2 separate regions of the Bos taurus genome follow, and region 1 is linked to region 2. Evidence: chromatin contacts called from public Hi-C data. All regions are on one chromosome and are shown on one strand. Each heading gives the region's core, a stretch centred on a gene start, on an enhancer-like site or on the middle of the called end of the contact. The rest is flanking DNA. Distances are from core to core; before and after follow the strand shown.

Region 1 (5,064 bases), core at 416-2,915, 140 kb after region 2:
ATGTGGGACCTTAGATTCCCCAATCAGGGATCGAACCCATGCCCCCTGCAATGGAAGTGCAGTGTCTTAACCACTGGACTGCCAGGGAAGTCCTTAATATGGCTAAAGCCTTTACTGCTGCTGCTGCCTTTACTAGAAGAGAATAACTGGACACAGACATGCAAAGGGAGGGCCATGTGCAGACACAGGGAGAAGGCAGCTGTCTACAAGCCACAGAAGAGAGGCCTCAGGAGAAACCAACCCTTCCAACACTTGACCTTGGACTTCCAACCTCCAGAACTATGGAAGAAATAAGCTGTTGTTTAAATCTACTTGCGGTACTTTATTATGGCAGTCCTAGCAGACTAATGTAGATGGTCTTTTTTATTTAAAAGACAACAACCACCTGTGTAACAACAAAGATTAAGAACTAATTGACAAAGGTCAACAAAGACAGCTCTGGTCCTTCTCACTCCCCCATCTTGGTTCTTTAGGTGATGCTGTAGTATAAACTAGTTGAGGCATCCCCATTATGATAACCGCTCCTCAGCACTTATTCCTTCTGCCCATTCAGCTGGTCTCCTGTAGATGTTATTTTCCCCTCTCTTTCTTACCGAACTGCACTCTGAAGATGACTGCCCTCTGGTTAAAGTTGTACTATGACCTGATGTTTACCTCTCCAAGACAACGCTTCCTAGCACCCCTTTCCTTTGTGGGCATTCTTCATTCCAGAAAGAAGGTCATGAAACGACAACCTTGCGGATCACCAGAACCTATTCTGGAGCCACATGATGCTGGCCCTAATGATCTCAGCCGGCATCTGAGGAAAGCAGACGGCAAGACCACATCAGCCCTGATCCTTATCTCCCACCCTGAAACTACAAGACCCCTTCCTCGTTCCCAGGAAGGAGGGCATGGTCTTGTGGGTATTAGCCTGCCGGGACCCCCTTTGCTGCGCAAAGTGATAAAGCTTCTCTTTTCTCCACCTCCAAGGCTCTTTCTCCATGCTTCTGTTTGGCACCAGGGCACAGAGCCCAGGTTTTCAGCAACAGTGACACAGGTCTCATCTGTCTCATGTTTGGGTCACAGCTCATCAGCTTGCCCTCATAGCCTCCGCATCTCGGTGGTAGCCTCATCCTGGACACAGTCTTCCATGTCTGTCTGCTGCAGGAGAATCACTAAAGGAGCCGGGGAACGTGGCCTAAGCAGAGCCTGGACCCCTAAGTCTGGGTCACTTTACCAGAGGGTATTCCCTGGGGACAACTGTGTGGGCCAGGCTGTGGCCCACAGGCCGTCAGCTGCAAGAAGGAAGTGGAACCCTGCCTCAACACTTAGCACCTGTGTGAACTCAGGCAACTTACTGAACCTCTCTGAGCTTCAGGTTCCCACCTATCCAATGAAGAACACAGGCCTCCCAGAGCTATCAAGAGGATTAAATAAAATCACATAATTATTTAAAATACATAACAGCGGCCAGGGACTTCCCTGGTGGTCCCGTCATGAAAACTTCGCACTTGCAATGCAGGGTGCCCTGGTTTCATCCATGGTCGGGGAACTATGATTCCATATGCCACCGGGCGCAGCCACAAGTAAATACAAATAAATCAAAGTGCCCGGTACAGGATGTGCTCCTGCTACATATCAACTATTAACAAAATTGAAAGCAGGGCACTGTTTGCAGTTCAGCTGGGCACCTTCTCTTTTGATCCTAGCACTGTTCTCAGAAAGCTTAAACGGTTTGTGATGGTGAGAAATACAGATCCCCTCCCCTTTAATGGATTCCAGGAAAGGGCGTTTTGATAGCCCGCCTCCTCCAAGGTGACCTGCGCAGGTCCTCTAGGAAGGCAGGTCTGAGGTGCAGGACGACGGCCCTGCAGGCGCAGACACTGCCCCCCTTTTTATTTCCCACATTGTACAGCATGTGTGATCTTAGTTCCTCAACCAGGGATCAAACCCACACTCCCTGCGCCCTTGCATTGGGAGGGCAGAGTCTTAACCCCTGGGCCCCAGGGGAAGTCCCAAGACTGCTTTCTACATCCTGCTCTTTGACTGTTTTTGTTTGAGAGCCTCCTCCTGCGTGTCTTCATCCCCTCAGGGTGACCCTGACAGCAACAACAGATCATTCTTGGCTGTAGGAGGTGTTTCTTAAACTGTGGGGGACAAAACATTTACACTAGGATTTCCTGAGCTAAACCCCAGGCTCTTCCCCAAGCCTCCTGAATCAAACCCTCTGGAAGCCTAAGCTTGTGTTTTAAGAGTTTTAATATTATTTAGTATAAGAAAGTTATATAAAAATCTATATTTCAGATTCACCTAATACTACTAATCAATTATGAATTTTGCTTTTTAAAATTTATACATCTGATTTTATCATAATGTACAATATAATTTAAATATAACATCTTAGTTATGCAATTATTATCCTACCACAAGCTTGACTGAATAGGATGTCCTAAATTTCTTATACTTGTCAGGTTATCATTACTTACATGGTATATTTAAGACGGTAAATACAAGCCTGAGTATTCATGAGAGTTACAACTAATGGATTTGTGTAAAATCCTGCAAACCAATGCAAACCAATGGACTCACCCCACCTTTTCTGCCTGGATAAGGTTTACAGTGTTGCATTTCCTGTAAGTTTTTAATAATAACCATGATTATGTATTTTTTAATGTCAACAGATCCCTAATTGACCTGAGACCTTAAGTTCCAACTGAGGAGACTGGGGAGTAATTTCTATGTATCTGGAAATTTCCCAAAGAAAAAAATTTTAATTTATAAGAAAAAAAAGAAACTAAGCTCATGTTCACATGGTTTGGGCTTATGTATTCCTGCCATATGAACACATATGACACTTCATGACACTCACAAAGAAAGTAAAAATCATAAACGTTGCTTAATAACGTTCTTGATAAGAGTTTCAAAGGGTTAAATAACTCTGGCCTTTAAACACTGTTTGGGTACAAGGCTATCAGGAGCAAGGCGTGGAGAGACTCTGGGAGGAAGATGTGATGGGCCCCGAAAGCCTGCAGACAGAGCTCTCTGCCGCAGTGGGAGAGCACCTGTCCTGGACCAGTCCTGGGCCATCATAAGGGAGGGCGGCGCCTGTGAGGAGCATGGTGTCCACCTGGAGCGCGGTACCCCACTCTTTGCATGAATGAATGAACGATGCCCGGCTGATCCTGCGGTAGATGGTGAGCTGCCAGCCTCGATGTTGTCCCTGCGCTCCTCAGTGACAGGTGATGGCTGTGAGCTGTGCCTGCCGCATCCCCTGGGGTGTGCTCTGGCCTCTCCTAAGAGTCTGCTAACATTTGTACAGACTCCGTTTAGGTCTTGGATCCTCCCCACTTTATGCAAATTCCTAACGGTGGTAATATTACCTTCAGGACTGGTTACTATAAAATATATTAGGTCAAGACAATGGACACTTCCTGTTTTTTGATACCTTTGTTTTTATCTTAATAAATTGATCGTTTCTCTTTTTAAATTAATAGACTCTTTATCTCCCTCCTAATCCTTTTATCCTATCCACACCGACTCTGAAGTTTCCCCTATTATTTACATCTTTTATTAGTGGGGTACATTTGTTGATTACCAATACTGAAGCATTGTTAACAACTAAATCCACATTTTACATTAGTGTTCACTCTTTAGTCAGTTCAGTTCAGTCACTCAGTCTTGTCTGATTCTTTGCGACCCCATGGACTGCAGCACGCCAGGCCTCCCTGTCCATCACCAACACCAAGCTTGCTCAAACTCATGTCCATCGAGTCAATGATGCCATCCAACCATCTCATCCTCTGTCATCCCCTTCTTCTCCTGCCTTCAATCTTTCCCAGCAGTAGGGTCTTTTCCAATGAGTCACCTCTTCACATCTGGTAGACAAAGTATTGGAGATTCAGCTTCAGTGTCAGTCCTACCAATGAACATCCAGGACTGATCTCCTTTAGGATGGACTGGTTGGATCTCCTTGCAGTCCAAGGGACTCTCAAGACTCTTCTCCAACACCACTTTTCAAAAGCATCAATTCTTTGGCGCTCAGCTTTTTTTATAGTCCAACTCTCACATCCATACATGACGACTGGAAAAACCATAGCTTTGACTAGATACTCTCTACTTTTTAATATGTTGTCTACGTTGGTCACAGCTTTTCTTCCAAGGAGCAAGCTTCTTTTAATTTCATGGCTGCAGTCACCATCCATAGTGATTTTGCAGCCCAAGAAAATAAAGTCTGTCACTGTTTCCATTGTTTCCCCATCTATTTCCCATGAAGTGTGGGACAGGATGCCACAGTCTTAGTTTTTTAAATGTTAAGTTTTAAGCCAACTTTTTCACTCTCTTCTTTCACTTTCATCAAGAAGCTCTTTAGTTCTTAGCTTTCTGCCATAAGGGTGGTGTCATCTGCATATCTGATATTATTGATATTTCTCCCAGCAATCTTGATTCCAGTCTGTGCTTCATTCAACCTGGCATTTCGAATGATGTACTCTGCATAGAAGTTAAATAAGCAGGATGACAATATACAGCCTTGATGTACTCCTTTCCCAATTTGGAACCAGTCTGTTGTTCCATATCCCGTTCTAACTGTTGCTTCCTGACCTGCATACAGATTTCTCAAGAGGCAGGTCAGGTGGTCTGGTATTCCCATCTCTTGAAGAATTTTCCACAGTTTGTTGTGATCTACACAGTCAAAGGCTTTGGCATAATCAAGAAAGCAGATGTAGATGTTTTTCGGTAACTCTCTTGCTTTTTATATGTTGGCAATTTGACCTCTGGTTCCTCTGCCTTTTCTAAAACCAGCTTGAACATATGGAAGTTCTTGGTTCATGTACTGTTGAAAGCCTAGCTTGGAGAATTTTGAGTATTACTTTGCTACCGTGTGTGATAAGTACAGTTGTGTGATAGTTTGAACATTCTTTGGCATTGCCTTTCTTTGGGATTAGAATGAAAACTGACCTTTTCCCGTCCTGTGCCCACTGCTGAGTTTTCCAGATTTGTTGGCATATTGAGTGCTGCACTTTCACAGCAGCATCTTTTGGGATTTGAAATAGCTCAACTGGAGTTCCATCACGCCACTAGCTT
Region 2 (5,074 bases), core at 2,332-4,831:
AGGGGGAAAAACGCAAGGTGAAGCCAGTATAAAATTGGTTACTCGTGTTAAATGGAGGGAGGAGGGGATAAGACTCCAGTATTTTATTTGCATGGATATGCATTTTCAAAGCTCTGAAAAGATGCATAAGAAACTAAAAATAAACTTTACTTTGCAGGGCTTGGGTGGGAAGTGGGCAGATGGAAGGCAAAGGTGGGTGTGACATTTGTCACATGTCTTATAGGAGGTTCTAATTTTATATAAACAAGTCTCGGAAATTCCCAGGTGCTTATGGAAAAGCAGAAATCAGATCTGAAGGTTGCGTAATGGCCACATGGCCGCCTCTGAATGCTAACTCTTTCTAGTGGGGTTTACCTTGACCTGCCATTGATCAGGGCCTTGTTATCCGTCTTATCTCACCTGAAACCCAGCATGAACCTCAAACAAACCAGCAGAGCATTTTCCTCTGGAAACAGCCCAGCACCCTTGAGAGCAGGGGGCCCTGAAGCCCCTGGGACCTTTCCCTCTGGGGGGAAGGTCCATCCTTCCTCTGGGCTTTCTGTCACTCCCATGGACGCTCTTTCATTGGTGATCTGGCTGGGCCAGACCTGCTCGCCAAGCTCTCTGTGTTTTAGGAAGATGCAAGGATGCTAGGCACAGTTGGGGGACCTGAGGACAGATGCATGTGGGGTGGGCTCCCCCTTCACCTCTCCTGTATGCTCCCCTGCTCAGGGAGCTCTGGCTCTGGGTCCATGCCTCACCCTGTCCACCTCACCTTGGCCTGGGCCCCTGTCCTGCCCCATTCCCATGCAGGAGCCCTGATCCTTAGTCCCATTCTGCAGTCGGACACGCATGGGTTTGAATTCTGGCTCTACTGCTTATGATCTGTGTGACCCTGGGAACGTAGTTAACCTACCTGAACCTCCTGCCTAAAACAGGGACACTAAGAAAGTACCATGGACATGCGTGGTCTCCTGCTGGGAGGCCATGGTCCACACTGGCTTCCGGTGCGGGCATGGTTCTGCCTCTTGAGCTGGTTGGTGGCCACACAGGACTTTGCTTTATAAGTATTTCTTAAACTGGACTTTGAACTGTATGCACTTTCCTATAGATATGTTCTACCGTACAGTTTCCCCTATTATACAGAGTGAAGTAAGCCAGAAAGAAAAACACCAATACAGTATACTAACGCATATATATGGAATTTAGAAAGATGGTAATGATAACCCCGGAGAAGGCGATGGCACCCCACTCCAGTACTCTTGCCTGGAAAATCCTATGGATGGAGGAGCCTGGTAGGCTGCAGTCCATGGGGTCGCTAAGAGTCGGACACGACTGAGGGACTTCACTTTCACTTTTCACTTTCATGCATTGGAGAAGGAAACGGCAACCCACTCCAGTGTTCTTGCCTGGAGAATCCCAGGGATGGGGGAGCCTGGTGGGCTGCTGTCTGTGGGGTCGCACAGAGTCGGACACAACTGAAGTGACTTAGCAGCAGCTGCAGCAGCAACGATAACCCTGTATGCAAGACAGCAAAAGAGACACAGATGTATAGAACAGTCTTTTGGACTCTGTGGGAGAGGGCGAGGGTGGGATAGTTTGGGAGAATGGCATTGAAACATGTGTATTATCATATGTGAAACGAATCGCCAGTCCAGGTTCGATGCATGATACAGGATGCATGGGGCTGGTGGACTGGAATGACCCAGAGGGATGGGGAACACGTGTACACCTGTGGCAGATTCACATCAATGTATGGTAAAAACCAATACAATATTGTAAAGTAATTAGCCTCCAATTAAAATAAATAAATTTATATTAAAAAAAGAATTAATAAAAAAATAAATTAAAAGTAAAGCTATAGAAACAATATCAGGTGCTGAATAAATGCTAGTTTAGTTACCCCTACCCGCATAACATTTCAGTTCTCATCTTTCTTAAAAATCCTTTGATTCTCAACTATCACAGATCTCTCTCCCTTTCCAGCCAAGCTCCTAAAATGGCTGATGTGAACCTGCCCCTCTGCTCCTTTCTCCCAAGTCTGTGAGATGTGGAGCTGAGCTGCCATGGGTGTCAGGCTGCGCCTGGACAGATCTGATCAGCCACTGGGTTTCTGAGGGGCTGGGCCACCGCTTGCCACGTGGTCACGGGCAGTCAGAGGGGGTGGATCTCCTTCCCCACCGCAGGGAGCGCCCTCCCGACACTTGTCAACCTCATCCCAGTGCACGAGGGTGCTCCCTGGGCACAATCCCAGGTGAGAGGTTCTGTAAATGATCCAAAGCAATATCTTGCACCAGTGTTGTTGTTTAGTCACTCAGTCGCGTCCAAATCTTTGTGACCCCATAGACTGCAGCACGCCAGGCTTCCTTGTCCTTCACTATCTCCCTGAGTTTGTGCAAACTCATGTCTGTTGAGTCAGTGATGCCATCCAACCATCTCATCCTTTGTCACCCCCTTCTCCTCCTGCCCCCAATCTTTCCCAGTATCAGGGTCTTTTCCAATAAGTAGGCTCTTCGCATCAGGTGGCCAAAGTATTGGAGCTTCAGCTTCAGCATCAGTCCTTCCAAATTCAGGGTTGATTTCCTTTAGGATTGACTGGTTTGAGCTCCTTGCTGTCCAAGGGACTCTCAAGAGTCTTCTCCAACACCTCAGTTCAAAAGCATAAATTCTTCTGGGAGTAATTCATCCATTTGAAGAAATACACTGCTTTCTCAGCTCCATACCTGAAGAATCTGCCAGGAGGAAAGCTCCAGAAAAAGAATTCTTACCCACCAGTCACCCACTACACACCAGGATCTTCTCAAACACCAGCCTATGCAATTCGTCTTCCAGTCCTACAAACTGGGCGCTGTGACTGTCCACATTTTGCAGGCGAGGACACTGAGGTTCAGAGGAGGTGAGTAACCTGCAGTGGGTCAGCTGGGTGGGAGGGTGGAGTCAGGATTTGCAACCACAACTGTGTGTCTCCCTTGGCCACACCTTTTCTGGGATCAAGCTTACCAGCATTTCTCCAAAATGTCCGTGTGCCTGAGAGTTGCCTGGGTTCCTGTTAATTCTAATTAAAACTCACAGGTCTGTGACCTCAGAGTCTGCATTTCTAACAAGCTCCCAGGGATGGTGCTGCAGCCGGTAGACCTCACTTTGAGTAGCAAGACAGGAGAACAGGCAGAATCAAGCATACATGTAACCCAGGGAGTCACTGGGGTCTCCCTGGTTTAAGGGTGCATCAGGTAAATTGGAAGGACTGAATGTTTGTGTGTCCCCAAAATTCATGTTGAATCCTAATCCAGGTTGTGATGGGATGAGGAGATGGGGCCTCTGGGAGGTGATTAGGTTAAGAGGATGAGCCATCAGAGAGGGGAATTAGTGTCCTTATAAAAGAGACCCCCTCAAGGGACCCCTTGCCTCCACTGCATGAGGACACAGTGAGAAGACGGCCGTCTATGAACCAGCACCCAGTGAAAAGCCCTTGGGGAGACTTTCAGCCTGCCCTTCCAGGGTGCGCCTTTCCCACACTTTCTACTGATGCCCCGCTGGGGTGTTTTTGTTCACAGGCATACTTGGAGATGAGTTCAGGGTTCAGGTTGCTCTCTGATCAGAGGTGAGGAACTGGTAACCCCCACTCTCTGTTCGATCTGACCCGAGGTTGCTGGGTCGCATCCACCCCCAATACTGGTGCCACCGTTTCCGACCTGGTTATTTGTTCTCATTTCCCAACAACAACCAGCATAGCTTCCCTCCTTCCCACTTGTGAAATTAACTGCACAAAGAATGAGAAGTCAGGGTTTTTCATGTTTCTAAGTTCCTTAGCTACGATTTTTGCCATAAACTACTCCTGTAATAACTGGCTCAGGCAACCTGACCCGATTTCCCCAATGCACAGTCCATACTTCTTGGCAGATGCCTTCTGAGTCTTAACCACGTGCAGAACTTGCTTCTTTCTTCCAGGGTTACACAGCAGGAACGCTGGCATGGCATCTTAGCAAATCGCTATTGTATGACACGGTGCTGGCACGGAGTTGGAGGCCTTGGCTGCTTTGACAGCACATAGAATTCCTGAGCCCGCAGGTACTCGACTGATCACCATCCCCTCTCCACTATGTCCCATCACAAGCTGGAGACATTTGCTAAACACAGGTTCAGAGCTGCCTGCCCCGGGATGCTGCTCCCCTGCACACGGCTCTGGTGTCTGCAAGCACAGGCTCTACCAGGGTTCCCACCAGTGAGACAAAATGTCCAAGGGGCCGAGATTTGAAAACGGTGGATCTTGACAACAGACCCCCCAGGGGACCCTAGACAGGGAGGAATTGTCACCCTTGGATCCATTGACCCACATAAGCACTACAGGACCTCGGGAGCAGGGAGATGAGGAGAGAAGCCAAAGGGGCCTGTTGAGATGAGGCCAAACACACCCGGCACCTCGGCGACAAGACCACATCCAGCCCCCTCTCTGGGAGCGCCACCAGCTTCATAGGCAGTGTTGACTCTGGCAGGAGGAGAGGATGCTATCAGCTCACAAGGTCTGAGCCTCAAGGCAAGGGCAGAGAGGCTGATAAGCTAAGTGGGGCCTGGGAACTGTGCCAGGCACGGGCACACGACCTACCGTGCTTTGTCCTGGCCGACCACAGCTGGGGCTGTGGACGACTGTCCGGCTGTGGCCTGGTACCCAGGGCCCAGTGGCAGGGGGTCGGGGGAGATGGCCAGCCTAGCCCCCCAGATGTGCCCCCTAACGTGAGTTGTCTGCATTTTCCTCCAAATTCATACACGAGGATCCCTCACATGATGGTTCTTTATCCGTTGTGTTGGAGAAGGACCCTTTGAGAATCTGATGACAGCCAGCACCTTCTACTCTGAAAAATGTAGCATTTATGTGCAGCTGAGAGTTTGTTTTTTGATCCCTATTTAATCAATCCCTGGGTCAGGAAGATCCCCTGGAGGAGGGCATGGCAACCCACTCCAGTATTCTTGCCTGAAGAATCCCATGGACAGAGGAGCCTGGCGGGCTACAGTCCATGGGATCGCAAAGAGTCAGACATGACTGAGTGACTAACACGTTCACTTTCACTTTCACTCACACTCACACTCAAACCCTGAC

What was found. A called contact is a pair of places that touch in the nucleus more often than the background predicts.
Region 1: a Hi-C map of liver shows a contact between it and region 2, with 2.1 times the contacts expected there. The contact joins two enhancer-like sites. A contact is called at or near these places in 2 of 11 Hi-C or Micro-C datasets (8-cell embryo and liver).

The regions. Positions count from the first base shown.
Region 1 is chr8:8,086,311-8,091,374 of ARS-UCD2.0, forward strand. It overlaps a transcript of MTMR9 not described here. Among named protein-coding and RNA genes, the nearest start is that of MTMR9, 25 kb to the left of the region's middle. Within about 2 kb of position 1,666, at least 2 of the 102 cell types and tissues checked have an H3K27ac peak or open chromatin away from gene starts, as enhancers often do. A contact at or near this core is called in liver, where this site is marked.
Region 2 is chr8:7,941,595-7,946,668 of ARS-UCD2.0, forward strand. No RefSeq gene overlaps it. Among named protein-coding and RNA genes, the nearest start is that of TDH, 27 kb to the right of the region's middle. Within about 2 kb of position 3,582, at least 3 of the 102 cell types and tissues checked have an H3K27ac peak or open chromatin away from gene starts, as enhancers often do. A contact at or near this core is called in liver, where this site is marked.